Regions from separate parts of the Sus scrofa genome. Here region 2 is linked to region 1. Evidence: chromatin contacts called from public Hi-C data. All regions are on one chromosome and are shown on one strand. The core of a region is the stretch at or near the end of the contact, and the rest is flanking DNA. Distances in the headings are between cores, read along the strand shown. Region 1 holds the start of PEX10 (peroxisome biogenesis factor 10). Region 2 holds the start of PANK4 (pantothenate kinase 4).

What was found. Hi-C and Micro-C count contacts between places; a contact is called where the count stands out from the background.
Region 2: a contact with region 1 is called in a Hi-C map of liver, with 7 times the contacts expected there. The contact joins the promoter of PANK4 here to the promoter of PEX10 in region 1. A contact is called at or near these places in 1 of 5 promoter capture datasets (liver), 5 of 47 Hi-C or Micro-C datasets (heart right ventricle, liver and skeletal muscle) and 1 of 2 datasets of contacts at active chromatin or transcription factors (skeletal muscle).

What each region holds. Positions count from the first base shown.
Region 1 is chr6:64,312,170-64,319,018 of Sscrofa11.1, forward strand. It overlaps PEX10 (peroxisome biogenesis factor 10), which reads right to left and starts at 5,524. Exons shown (of 7, transcript XR_002344849.1): 1 at 5,289-5,524; 2 at 4,289-4,369; 3 at 2,292-3,953; 4 at 2,058-2,193; 5 at 1,412-1,513; 6 at 1,000-1,193; 7 at 1-858.
Region 2 is chr6:64,405,463-64,412,124 of Sscrofa11.1, forward strand. PANK4 (pantothenate kinase 4) reads right to left here and starts at 1,981. Exons shown (of 19, transcript XM_003356124.5): 1 at 1,506-1,981. The coding sequence starts at 1,629. HES5 (transcription factor HES-5) reads right to left here and starts at 5,079. Exons shown (of 3, transcript XM_021097834.1): 1 at 4,981-5,079; 2 at 4,733-4,898; 3 at 3,648-4,643. The coding sequence starts at 5,034. The coding sequence ends at 4,369.

The sequences.
Region 1 (6,849 bases), core at 4,274-6,773:
TAAGATCTTTTTTATACCTGGGCCTGAATGTTCTTTTATTTAGTCTCTTTAGGGATGCACCTGCAGCATATGGAAGTTACCAGGCTAGGGGTTGAATCAGAGCTGCATCTGCTGTCTACACCACAGCCACAGCAACACTGGATCCTTAACCCACTGAGCAGGGCCAGGGATCAAACCCATGTCCTCATGGATGCCAGTCAGGTTCGCTAACCACTGAGCCATGATGGGAACTGGACCTACATTTTCAGCCCACATGTAAACGCTGTCCAGTCAGTACTTTTTTTTTTTTTTTTTTTTTTTTTGTCTTTCCTGGGGCTGCACCCACGGCATATGGAGGTTTCCAGGCTAGGGGTCTAATCAGAGCTGTAGCCACCAGCCTAAGCCAGAGCCCCAGCAACGTCAGATCCGAGCCTCATCTGCCACCTACACCATAGCTCACGGCAATGCCAGATCCTTAACCTGCTGAGCAAGGCTAGGGAGCGAACCCACAACCTCATGGTTCCTAGTCAGATTCGTTAACCACTGCGCCACAACGGGAACTCCCTCCAGTCGGCACTTTTACCACCACACTGCAGCACTCGAGGTGCCTCTGCCTGTTTTTCAGTTTCCATAGTGAACACTCAAGCCTACGACGTGCAGGGAAAGGGCCTGCACTTGGGGAGCAGAAGTGGTTCTGGGCCCCCGGAGGCTCCTGCCTGTCTGCGGCAGGGCTGTGGTCGCAGCGGCCTGGCACTGAGGCGGGCCTCTGGGAGGCCTTCCCTGCGGGCATCCGTTCGCTGGGCCGTGACCGTTTCAGCACCTCTGTGGGCGGCGCAGGGCAGAGTCCTACCCCTGGCATCAGTTGCGTAGTTTTAAAAACTGAAAAGAACGGAGGTGGCAGGAAGTGGGCGGGACACAGCAGTGCCCTGGTGTGGGCAGCTGGCCTCTGGGCAAGACCAGCCCACTGGGCCCTCCCAGCAGGAGAGCCTTCGTGCCGTGAGGCCAGGACGGGAAACGAACCTGGCACACCTGTGAGCGTGTCGGGCGGCAGGAAGGGCTCCTGAGAGCAGCTGTGCTCGGCCAGCAGCAGCTCCCTGCCCTGCGGACCACCACACCTGGGGGCGAGCTGCTGGTTCCCTGCTCGCACACAGTCCTGGCCTGCAAGGCCGGCCTCTCCCATGCCTGGTGTTGAACCTTCCCGCGCAGTGACTGGCCTGGGGAAGGGAGGGGAGCTGAGTGACCCAGGCACGCTGGGCCCTGCAGACCAGGGCTGGCGAGCCGCGGAGGCCACGTCCGAACCTGTCTGGAGGACCTGGGTTAGCCAGTTCACTGCCAGGGCCGGCGTTGTCCTCCCAAGCAGCTGGCACAGTATCTCATGTGACAAAGAACAGAAGGTGCGAGAGTCTAGGGTTTCTGCGCAAGTCAAACCAACCTCGAGAACGAACCCCCTCCTCCGGCTGTCGGCTCAGCGGTAGTGCCGCAGGTACACGAGCTTCTGGGGAAGGAACTTCTCCCTGCAGAGGGGACACTCCGCCTGGGGGAGGAGGGGTCACTGCCGTGTCAGCTGAGCCCCAGGCCCACCCCCACCAGCATCTCCAATGATATCTTAGGGGTCGCTGCAAAACCTGAAGGCCTCAACCCTGGGGAGCAGAGCAGGGACGGCGACCTGGGACAGATGATGGCTGTCCTGAGAGGCTCAGGAGTTTGAGGGAGTGAACCCCGTGTCCTCCGTCCACCCCTCAGGACCGGGTCCCTCTCACCCCTGGGAAGGGCCGGGCCCAGGCAGGCCCACTCTGCTCGGCGCCCCCCGAAAAGCGGCCTGGAACTGGGAAAGCACCCGCATGGGAACAGGCCGGCGGGGTCTAGGCCCAGGGGGTCCGGGGGGAAGGTGGGGTGGCACAGCCACTTGCTCTGGTCACTGGACTTGGTGGGCTTCACACCCAGGGTGTCAAGGCTGTGCAGGCAGCCAGAGGCCTTTTGCAGTGGAGCCACGAGAGCCAGCCCGTCTGCTCCCGTGGAGCCTGGCCCCGCACGTGGCCCCACTCCCGCCCCTGCGGGAGGCCTGCCTTGGCACCCACCTTGGTGTCACTCCAGTGGGTGATGCACTCCCAGCAGAAGAGGTGGCCGCAGGGCGTGGCGGTGGCGTGTCTGCGCTCCTCCAGGCACAGCGTGCACAGGGACGCGGTGCTGACCACTCTCTCGTCCACATGGCTCCTGGTGGGGGAGGGACGGTGGGACAGAGCGGAGTCCCCAGCCTGCTCTGGGTGGGTGGCGATGCCAGGCGCCCTGGGGTGCGCCCCCTGCCCGCGTACCTGCGGTGGGACAGGCCGCGGTGCAGCTTCCACTCCTGCCGGGCGCGCTGCTTCTGCCGGGAGCTGTAGAGCTGCAGGCCCGCGGACAGTGCCAGGTGCAGCAGGGACAGCAGCCCCAGCAGCCTGTAGCCGGTGCGCACCCTGGGGTCCTCGGCAGGCGGGCGGCGCACGCGGAGCTGCCAAGGACGTGGAGGGACAGTCCCATGATCGGCTGCACAAAGCACCCACCGCCCCAGGGCCAGGCCTCCCGGGTGAATGAAGCCCTGGCCCACCCTCTGGCACAAGGAGGATGGAGAGGGACCACTGGCCTCTGGCTGCTCGGGGAGCAGACGCTCCTTGCCGGCTCTGAGCACTGAGTGGTGGCCCCGTTGGTCCCCCGGGGAGCCGAGTGCTGAGTGAGGATGAGAGCCCAGGGGTCAGACTCTGCAGGTCACACTGGCTGCAGGGAGGACCGCAGGGTGAGGGGGACGGCCAGGCACCCAGACCTCGGAGGCAAACGAGCCTGAGGAGCACACCCAGTGGACAGGCGCGGGCTCAGTGTTGCAGACACGGCTGCGTGGCCCTGTCCAAGGAACAGAGCGAGGCACCACCCGGCCCCTCCTGCAGCTGAGGACACTGAGGCCACATCCTCGAGGGGGAGGGGCCTGCCCTGCACGTCCATCTCCTTGCCTTGGCTGGAAGTGGGGACAGTCAGGTCAGCCACACAGCTGGAGCCTGGAGCCTGACACCCTGACTGGATGCACCCTGTGTCTGTTGCAGCAGCTCAGCAAACACCTCAACCAACAGAGCCGGCACAGCGAGGCCTGGGGCGGGGCGCCTGCAGACCCTTGGGGAGGCCTTCAGGGTGAATCTGGAAGCAAGGGCGGCAGCTGAGACCCCGAAGGGAAGGGGCATCTGCAGGTGGAGGGTGGAGACCGGTGGGGATGCTGGCAGCAGGGTGGCCTCGTGGTTGCTGCGGGGTCACCACCGGGGTCCCTATACCTGACTCTGGCGGGCAGCCTGGAAGGGGCGTGGGAGGCAGGCCTGGCACAGAGTTCAAGCGCAGGCTGCAGGAAGACAGACCAGCCCGACCTTCAGGGTTTATGGAAAGCAGACTTCCGTGGGCCTTTTGGCAAAATGGAGCCGACACAACCCATGTTTCCCATGGAAGGTTCTGGCTCCAGGCCTGTGACTGCTCGTGGACAGAGGCCCGGAAAAGCCAGCTCCCTGCTGATGAGCCAGAACCGAGCAGGTCCAGGTGGCACCAGTTACTTACATAGGTGATGCCAGTGAACCTCTTGGCCAGGTGGTAGAAGGCACCGTGGATGTAGAACCAGGCAACGTGGAGCCGCCGGAGGCAGCCAAGGACCTGCCTGAGCATCCCCGCGGCCTGCAGAAGCGCCCTCTGCTGCTGCTCCGTCAGGGTGGCCGTCCGCCTGCGCACCCAGCGCCTTGGGGCTGACTGGCTGCGTGCAGTGGGCGCCAGGCTGCCCTGCGTGGGCCGGGTGCTGTCGCCGGCCACCTGCAGCTCGTGCTCCAAGTGGAGCAGGGCCTTGTCCAGCACGTAGGGCAGGACGGTGTGCAGAGCCACCAGGATCCCGCGGCGCAGCCTGGAGGGCACTCGGCTCTGGGACGGGTCCACCTGGACGACGCTGACGTACTCTTCCCCAAGGGTCTGGTAGCCTGTGGGGGATGGGGACCTGGCAGCAATCTCCTTCCCTCTACCACGGCCGCCCCTCCTCTAAAAGACGAGGCTCCCTCAGGGCGGGCCCCCGGGGCCATGAGTTCAGCCACAGACACACAGTCCCGGGGCCTGCATGACAGGACTCTCAGTTTCCAGGGGCCCTGGCCTGGGTTTGGGCCTGGCCTCTCATCCAGGGAAGGGGCTCTGCTTCCCTGAGGCTGGTCTGGGCCAGGGACACCAGGAAGCACCTCCAGAAGCTCCTTCCTTGGCTGGCAGCCCCTCTCCTGTCCTCTGGGTGTGTCGTGGGTCCTTCGGTCCCGCCTGGGGCTGCTACCTGCAAGTGTGGTGAGGCCGAAGTAGGCTACATCCGACACCAGCTCGAGCTCTCTCCTCCACTCCAGCCACTTCTTCGCACCTGAGAGAAGAGAGAGCCTGTTACTGAGGGCCGGGGGGTGAGGCGGTGCGCTGGTGAGAATTAGAAACAGCTCTCTCTCCTGCTGCCAGGGCCCCGCCCAGTCCCCGCTCCAATGGCTGAGACTGGTCTAAACCACACTCTGTTCTCTCCCTGGCCTTCTGTGCTGTCCACTCTGCTCCATCCATACCTGCCTCACCTGGGCCGCTGAGTGTCCTGAGAACCTACCCACCAACAGCCCTCTCCCCCTCCAGGACCCACCTGGGCAACTGTTCCAGAGCCCAGAAGGGCCACAAGGACAGACGGGGTAGTACAGTGACCAGAAGCTCAAGCTGAGCCCACCGTCCAGCATCAAATCCTAGCTCCCCACAACAATGGCAGTGACCTCAGGCAAGTTACAACATTTCCCTGTCAGTAACAGGTCCTAACTTGCAGGGATGTGTTCAGAATAAAAGAAGTTAATGTTCTGAAGCACAGAGAACAGGGTCTGACACAAAGTAAGGCAAAAAATTAGCAAAAATAAATACACAAGTGGGTGCCTCCCTGCTGACGGCCACCCAAGTCCCGAATCTACGGTCCGGCCTCGCCTCGGCTGTTCCGAGTAGCAGCCCAGCTGTGGGCCAAAATCCACCCCAGGCTTTCGTCCGTCCACTGGGCTCCACTGCCGCTGCTCAACGGGGGCCTTCGTGTGTCCCCAGAGCCGTGGACGCTCCCACAGCTGGCGCCTGATCCCCACCCCGCCCCCGGCAGCCGGGGGCGAAGACCGAGGCGCTCGCTTCTTCCTGCAGCTCAGGTCTCAGCGCGGCGCGCAGGGCCTGGCCGAGCCCGCGGTGGCCGAGCCGACGGGTTTGGGGCTCGTCCGCCCGCCTGGCCCCCCAGCCTGGCGCCCAGGACCACCCGCGGGCCCCCCCAGAGGCCTCACCCGCCAGGCTGTGCAGGGCGTCGCCCGCCGCACTCCGCAGCCCGCCGCGGTAGTAGTCGTCCTTCTGCGCCGCACGGACCACCTCCGGGGGGCTGGCGGCCGTAAGAGCCATCGCCGAGGGCTTGGAGTCGAAGGGACCTGCGGCCTCGGCGACACGGAGACGGCCACGCCCACGCGGCGGCGCCAGATGACGGCCGGGGCTCGGGCTCGGCGTGGCGCGCGGCACAGACCTTGAGCGTCACAGCGCGCGGGGCGGGGCCGAGCCGGCGGGGCGGGGCGGGGCGGGGCGGGGCGGGGCGGGGCGGGGCGGGGCGGCAGAGGCCAAAGCCGAGCCCGCCCGGCTCTGTGCCGGGTCGGGTCTGTGCGGGGCGATCGCGGCCCGGGGGAGGGCAGGCGCAGAGCAGGAGGGGCGGATAGGCGGGGCATGGGGGCGAGGGGCCATGGGGACAGCCCTCAGGTATTGCGAGGAACGTCAGAGCCGGCGCGGGCGCCCTCCCCGGTGCGGAGACAGTCGTCCGCTCTCTGGGGCAGGAAGTGAGGAGGGCGTTGCTCCCTCTCCTTGCAGTGCCCTCCGCGGGGTGCTGGCATCCCTTGTGCTCTAATCCCTGCGACCACCCCCCGCCCCCCGCGGGCTGGCGGAATAGGATCTGGGGCCCAGGGCGGGGCCAGGAGTACGGATTCTTGAACTACGGTGTTTATACTGGTGGCCCCCCAGGCCCCACAAGTGCAGACCCCTGACCTCTCTGAGCTGCTCTCATAAGTGGGACCGAGGGAGACTTGGGGGCCTTGGGAGGCCATGCACTAGGGGGGACAGAGGTAGGAGAGACTAGCACCTGGGCACAGGCACAGCTGGATTTGAGCTGCAAGGAGGACCCAGGGAGGAGCCCCGGGGGAGGACAGTGGGAGGAGGAAGTGGGGCACCCTGAGGGCTCTGGGCCTGGAGCAGGTCACAACATCTGCATCTGTGCCCCAGACCAGAGGGGTCCCAGTGAAAAAGGGCCCCGTCCTGTGGGCACAAAGGGGGGGCTGTGGGACCAGCAGGAGAGAAAAAATGCAGGTGAACCTAGGGGGTGGGGGAGTCACCAGCAGTGACTTTGGCCAGCAGGCCGTGGCTTGAGACAGGCTGCAGCTCTTGGCTTCACTTCTGCTCCTGTATCCCGGCATCAGCTGTGGGTACGTGCCCAGGCTGGTGCAGCTCAACCCCCTGGAATTGAGCTGTGGGCACAGTCTAGAGCTTATCGGGGCCCCACAGCTGTAGGCAGCTCTTAGAGGGAAGGGGCAGAAGCTGGATGGTCCCACAGTCCTTCCTGCTAATGAAGCGCCTCTGTCCCTTCAGAGTGGCACCCCTGCCTGTGGGTACACCCTGTTTCCTGAACGCAGAGGCTGCCTGCTCCTTTGGCTTCCAGCCTGGGGTGGACAGACTCACAAGCGGGGCCTGGGGGAGACACTGATGCCTCAGAAATTTCTGGTCAGTCCTCACCCAACAGGCTGAAACACACTGCTCCTTCCTGACCACAGAGACGCCCTGGCCTGTGTCCACTGGCACCAAGTTGGAGCTGGA
Region 2 (6,662 bases), core at 731-3,230, 90 kb after region 1:
GCTTCAAGAATGTGTTGACACAAAGCATCAGACGCTTTGGGAGGGGATACCAGTGGACAGGGGTGCCCCATGCAAGAAAGGAAAAGCCTTGCCTAGGACCCAGCAACTGAGCTCTCCTGGACTGGGAGGCTAGGGGAGGGGAGAGGAAACCGGAAGCCCGCTTGTCAACCCCACGCTGACGAGCACCCTGGCTTTGTGGACTCCTGGGTGGAGGACCCCTGCCTGCCCTGACCTGTGACCTCTCACCAGCTGCATGAGCCAGTCTGTGCTTCACAGCAACAAACATGTCCTTCGAAGAACCAGAGACAGAGCACCCAGCCCCAGGGTGGGGGGATCTCACAAGGAAATAAATGCCAACCATTGAAACTACTCCTTTGAGCGTCCTTCTGCCAAGGAACTGGACCAGGCAGGCACTCCTCCCTCTGCGGCCACAAGCTGGCCCCAGGAGCCACACAGAACACCCCGGGGGGGAAGAGAAACGGGAGGTGCCAACTGGTTGGAGCAGACTCAAGCGGCACCAAGCCTGGGGCCTCAGGGCACACGCCCCCCGGGGAAATGCCACCACAGCAGTGCAGGCAGGGCTCAGAGAACATGGGAGGTGGCTCCCAGGGGCTGGGGCTCCCACCCAGCCCGGCACGACGTCCAGCAGAGCACGGATCCCTCAGGTTCCCTCTCGGGGAGACAAGCTCCAGGTCACAGAGCTGCCCACGCCCACCCCCACCCCCGCCCCGCCTGGCTCTGCCCCGCCTCCAGGCCAGTCTCCTAAAGCCCACTGCGGTTTCCAGGTGGGGACTAGGGACGCGGGCCACTCTCCGCCCCCACTTCTCTGGACGGCCCCCTCCCCCAAAACCCGTGACTCCAGGGACCCCCCCACCCACCCAAGGACAGGGGAGCGGGCCGGTCCAACCCCTCCAGGAGAGGAGCGCCACGATGGGCCAGGCCTTGGGGGGTCCCGGACCACGCGAGCTCGGGCCGCAGCCCGGATCGGCTGCGACCGCGAGAGGCAGGGCCGCCCCACTCAGCGCGCCGCACGCAGGCAGGGCGACAGCAGCCTAGCGTTGGCGGTCGGCCGGCCGGGTCGCCGCGCCTCCTCCTCAACGGAGACAAGGGCCAGCGCGCCAGGGTGGGAGGAGGGCCCTGCGGGGGGGCGGGGCACGGGCACTTTCGACCTGAGTCCGCGCCTAGGTCGACAAACCGCCGGCCCCTGAGCTCCCGCCGGGCAGCCTCTCCCGCGGGACTACGAACCCCGGCATGCCCCGCTCCGGTCGTGAGGCGCCTGCCGGGAGCTGTAGTCCCGCTGCCACGGCTAGCGTGCACCTGTAGACGGTAGCGAACTACAAGGCCCGATAGGCCATGCGCGCCCGCAGCCGCGGACTACAAAGCCCGACAAGCCTTTGGCGCCGCGGCCCACGCCCCGCCCTTCGTCCTTGCCACCGCCCCGGCCCGCCGGCCCCGCGCCCACGCCCACCCCCGCCGCCCAGCTCCCCTCGCCCGCCCGCAGCGACCTATATCTATGGCGAAGCGCTTGGCGTTCTCCAGGTTGCGGAAGATCTCGTCGGGGGGCAGCGTAATGCTCTTGTCCAGGCTGTCCCCGCTGCTCCCGCTGCCGCTCGCTCCACACTCCGCCATTTTGAATGTGCCCGGCCAGTCTCATCAGCCATGGAGATATATGCGCATATATTTGACTGTTAAGCGCCTCCTGTGCATATATTATGCTAATGATCCCGGGCAGGCCCCCGCCCCCCGTCTCCGCTGCAGCTCGAAGCGCCGACTCGCGCTGGCCAGGAAGCGGGCTCCAGAGACCCGGCGGTGGGCAGCTCACGCAAAACCTCTGGGCTGTCGTCGTCTCTGCTGTCCCTTCACTGAGCTGGCCGGATGCTGACCTCAAGTGATCTGAGCAAGTGCAGAGGCGGCACCTGGGGCTTGCAGCCCACCAGACGGACCGCTTCTGTCAGCGAGTGGTACTGAAAAGCTTGGCAACTACGGCAAAGGTGCTTGAGCGCCACCAGCCTGGATCCCTGGGAGCGCAGGGCCGCCGGTGCCCCACTTCCCATGCAAACAAGGAGTAGTTGGTGACTTTGCCCCCTAGGAGCCCCCACCCCGCCCCGCCCAGAATCTCTTGTGATGCAGTGGGTTAAGGGTCTGGTGTATGTAGTCTGCGTTGTGGCTGGGGCTCAATCCCTGGCCCAGGTACGTCCACATTCAGCAGCGCAGCCAAAAAAAAAAAAAAAAAAAGAAGAAGAAGAAGAAAAGGGGGCAAGAAAATGCAGGGGAAGGCACGAGAGCCTGCCTGGAAAAGGTTACTTTTCTGGCAAAAGAGGGACACTGTGGAAGTTTGCAGGGAACAAGCTGAGAAAGCTCCCAGTTGGTGTTGGGGATGGGCTTCCAGGGCTGGTTACTGAGAACCTCGGGGATGGGTGTACTCCTAAGGCAGCGAGGCGCTTTGTGAAAGAGCCCCGTGTTGGCCCTTAAGGTGGCTTTGGACCTGCCTCTAGGTGACCCTGAACCAGCTACTTTGAGTCTTTGGCTTCCGGCCTTGAGCGTGCTACCAGTTGCCTGGTAGGGCCCATAGGAGCACAGGCCCTCCAGAGACAAAAACTCAGAGCTCCAGGGGTGATTCGGGGGAGGGGCTGGTGCACCAGGAGGGCTAGCAGCCTTGTGGGCCAGCCTGGCCAGGGGGCACTCCCACGAGGACAGCGGTTGCCCCTGCTGAGTGCTGCCCCTGCTGAGTTCATGGACGTGCCTGCCTTACAGCAGTAGATGTGGAGGACGTGGGAGGGGCTTCCCATCCCTGGCTCGGCAGTCCCAGGGCTCAGCAGGGACCCCAGAGGCCACTAGCAGCACTGCTCTGGACGTCCCCCGCAGGGTGGACAGACAGGGATGGAAGGCGAGCAGGAAGGAGGGAGGGCCAGCCTGGGCACCTCCAGGTTCCTGCAGCCTGTGGCCTGCCTAAAAATAGATGCCCTTTCCAAGGCAAGGCCTGCCCTTGGCAGGTTTGTTGCCAGCACTGCCTGTTTTGCTCCAGGGAGCAGTCGGGCTGCAGGGAAGTCTGGGCAGCCACCTGTGGGTTGTCCAGGAAGGTGCCCTCAGGAGCTCGTCCAAGTGCGAAGGCTGTTGGATATGCAGGGAGAGGCCACCATCTCCTGTGCGTTGGAGCCAGCTAAGCCCCATTTGCTGCAGCAAGAGATCCCTGGCAGGCTGTGGCTTTCTGGTCTCTCTCAGCTGGACAGAGCCGGAAGGTCCCCACCCCCACCCGCAGGGAGCTAGAGAGGTCTAGGGCTGGAACCCAGGCCCCCCAGCTCCTCCCCACCGCATCCCCTCCTCCTGCATCCAGGGAGCTCCACAAGGCCTGCTCCCTTCCAGCCCGCCTCTCCTCTGCTTCCCCAAGCCCTGCTTCTCCCCTGCCTCTGGGCCTGTTCCCTTGCCCCTCAACACTGGCTTCTGCTCTGCCTCCCTCCCCCCTCCCTCCTCCTTCCTCCCTCCTCCCCTCAGTGGGTGCCCAGCCCTTCCTCCAGAGGGTCACTGGCCGGGACACTGCCCACCCGTGGTTGCATGCCAGCATAGAGCCCACCCCCCGCTTCATCCCGGCAGACCCGCCTGCCAGGCGGCTGCCAGGGGCCCATGTGAGGCACAAGAGACAGGCGGTGGAGGGGGCTGAGTAGTCAGATTTTATTAGAAGAGTCTCGAAGAGCAGTCCCGTGGCTCCCACGTGACCGAGAGTTCAAATTCTGAGTACAGAGTCGTGCCCACGCACACCCACCCACACGGGAATCCTTTAAGGATCATGTGGAGGACCCTCCCCCCCCACACACAGCCCACTGTGAGCCCCGAACCAGATGACCAAGCCGACGCAGGGGCCCCTCAGCCATGGCCCTGCCTGGTCCTTCCGCACCCATCCAGGCTGACTCTCTTTCCTATGAGGATACACCTTGAGCTCCGCCTTTACAAAAGGCAAATGTGCCCATGGCACGGCCGGCCCGCTGGCCCGGCAGCACCGGATCTGAAGCAAGCCCTCTACTCGCGGGGCGCTGGCTGGCCGAGCCCCGCCGCCTACAAATATCATAGAACCCCCGCAGCAGCGGGGACTTCCCAGAAGTCACTTGCTGAAATGCAAACACAGAGCAACCCCATGGGGTCGGACATTTGGCAGAAGATGGGCCCTGATTGTCCTAAGTGACAAGGACTCTGCGCACACATTCTCTGAGAATGACCCTCCCGCTGGCCCGCCAGCCTGGAGAGAGAGCCCCTGGAGAGGGGCTGGTGCAAGCCAGGGGCGGCACAGACGAGGGGAAGGCCCTTCCCTCCGCCGGAGGCCCGCGCTGGCCCTCTGGTCCTTGGGTCAGGGAGGCTGCCCGCCGGTCCCGCCGGTCACCACGGCCGCCAGAGGCCGCAGGCGGGCTGGCGCGCGGCGGCGGCGGCGGCGGCCTTGGCCGGGGTGGGCGCGGGCGCGGTGCCGGGCGCCTTGGGCTCCTTGGCGGGCGTGGCGGGCGCGGCCGGGGGTCGCTGGAAGTGGTAGAGCAGCTTCATCTGCGTGTCGCTGGCCGCGTGCAGCGTCAGGAACTGCACGGCCTCCTGCAGGCACCACGAGTAGCCCTCGCTGTAGTCCTGGTGCAGGCTCTTGGGGCCGGCGGCGGCGGCGAAGGCTGCGGGGAGCCGGGAGGCGGTGAGGCGAACGGCGCGCGGCGCGGGGGCGTTGGGGCGCGGGGCGGGCCGGGGCGGGGGGCCGGCTCACCTTTGCTGTGTTTCAGGTAGCTGACGGCCATCTCCAGGATGTCGGCCTTCTCCAGCTTGGAGTTGGGCTGGTGGCGCGCGAATTCCTGCTCCAGCAGCAGCTTCAGCTGCTCGATACTGCTGTTGATGCGGTCGCGGCGCATCTTCTCCACCACCGGCTTCCGCAGCTGCGGGAGGAGGGGGCGTCAGCGGGGCCGCGAGGGCGCGGGGGCGGCGGGGGGCCGCGCTCCGGGCGGCCCGGGCACTTACTCGGTTCTTCTCTTTGGGGCTGAGCAGCTCCACGGCCACGGTGCTGGGGGCCATGCCTGGCGCGGGCAGCGGCGAGTCGGCGAGGAGGCAGGGAGCGGAGCGGGCGCGTCCCGGGCTGGCGCGGACCCCGGCCCCTATATAGGCGCGGGCGGCGGGCTGGCGCCTGGGGTCCGGGCGCCGCGGCCGTTCCCACACTCGGCGGCCAATGGCGGCGCGGGCCGCACAAAGGCGCCGGCCCATTAGCGCACGCTAAATTGCCTGTGAATTGGCGCGGGCACAATGGGCGCTCCCCGAGGAGCAGGTGGGCCGCGCGGCACAATGTCCGGGCTGTGGGAACGCGCTCGCCCTCATTAGCATCCCGGGGCCTGATGCTGGGAGCCCCGCGCCTCAATATGCTGCCTTTTCCCAGGCCGCGGGGCCGAGGGTGGGGGCAGGAAGGAGCGGCGCCCCTCCTCGCCCCTCCCCTCCCCTTTTCTCTGCACCCTCCCTCCTCCCCACCGACTCCCCGCTGCTGGCAGATCAAGGAAAAGCTTTAGAATACACAAGTGCAGCGGCTCCCAGGGGATGGGCGCCCTCCCCGCCGGGACCTGCCGGCTGCCCCTCGGGGGTGGGGTGGGGTGGCGTGGGGGGGATCAGAGGAAGCCTCGCTTCTCCTGCACAGGCACAGCCGTCTCCCTCCGCACGGGTGGAGTAGGTGCCCAGGCTCTTAGGGTCAGACCTCCTGGCATAGGTGGCAAGTCCCCAGACTGTCACCTGGGACACGTGACTTCAAGCTAGAACAAGGGCTGCCGTGCCTCCCTGGTTGGGCTTTGGGCAGCTTCAGGGCGCCAGCGTACCTGCAACGTCCCGCATGGAGCCGGGCACCTAGGCAGTCCCCCCAGGGCTGCTGCACCACCCCATCCTCCAGGGAGCAGTTTACAGGCTGAGGCATCTGGGTGCTCTGAACCAGCAGTTGCCCTCCAGGGTCCCCCCATTCCCATCTGGATGGGAGTCCGAGGGAGGCCATCCAGTGAACATGCGAGGGAGGGCACATGACTCCCTGCATGCTCCCTGCAGGGGTGCGGTCACTGCTGCCACGCGACTCGAGCCTTGGCCGCCCACGGCCTTTTGCACAGCCCGCGAGCACGTGTAGGGTTTGCCGGCCTTAGGCATTCTGCCAGCAGTGGGAAGGGGGTGCCAGGTGGCCGACATGGTGAGGCTCCTGCGTGGAGCCCACATGAATGCTGTACCAGCTCAGACCCACCGGAGGAACAGAGGCTCTCGGTACCTGGTCAGGCCAGCCCCCAGCCCCACGCTGGGTCCCCAGGGGAGGGACCCCTCCGCCCAGAACAGCTGCTTTCCTTTGGTTTTCTGCAACCAGGAGTCCAGGTCTGCAGGGACTGGGGGAGGGGGTGAGGCTGGGGCTGCCTTGGAGGGAGGGGCAGGGTGAGAGCCAGCCAGGTCCAGCGGGGAGCCGGCGGCTGGCATCAGGGCGCTTTAGTCAGTGTTCACGGAGCCCAGTTCCCTGGATGGCAGCCACATCCGAGTGTAGCAGGGCCTTCACGAGGGTCTTGGCAGTGACTCTGAGCCACGAGTGGCCTGTCAGGTGGACCAGCTCAAGAGTCGGCAGCACAGGGAGCCTTTGGTAACCCAGAGATGGGCCTATCTGGGAAGGCGGATGGTGTTGGGACGACCAGGTTGGG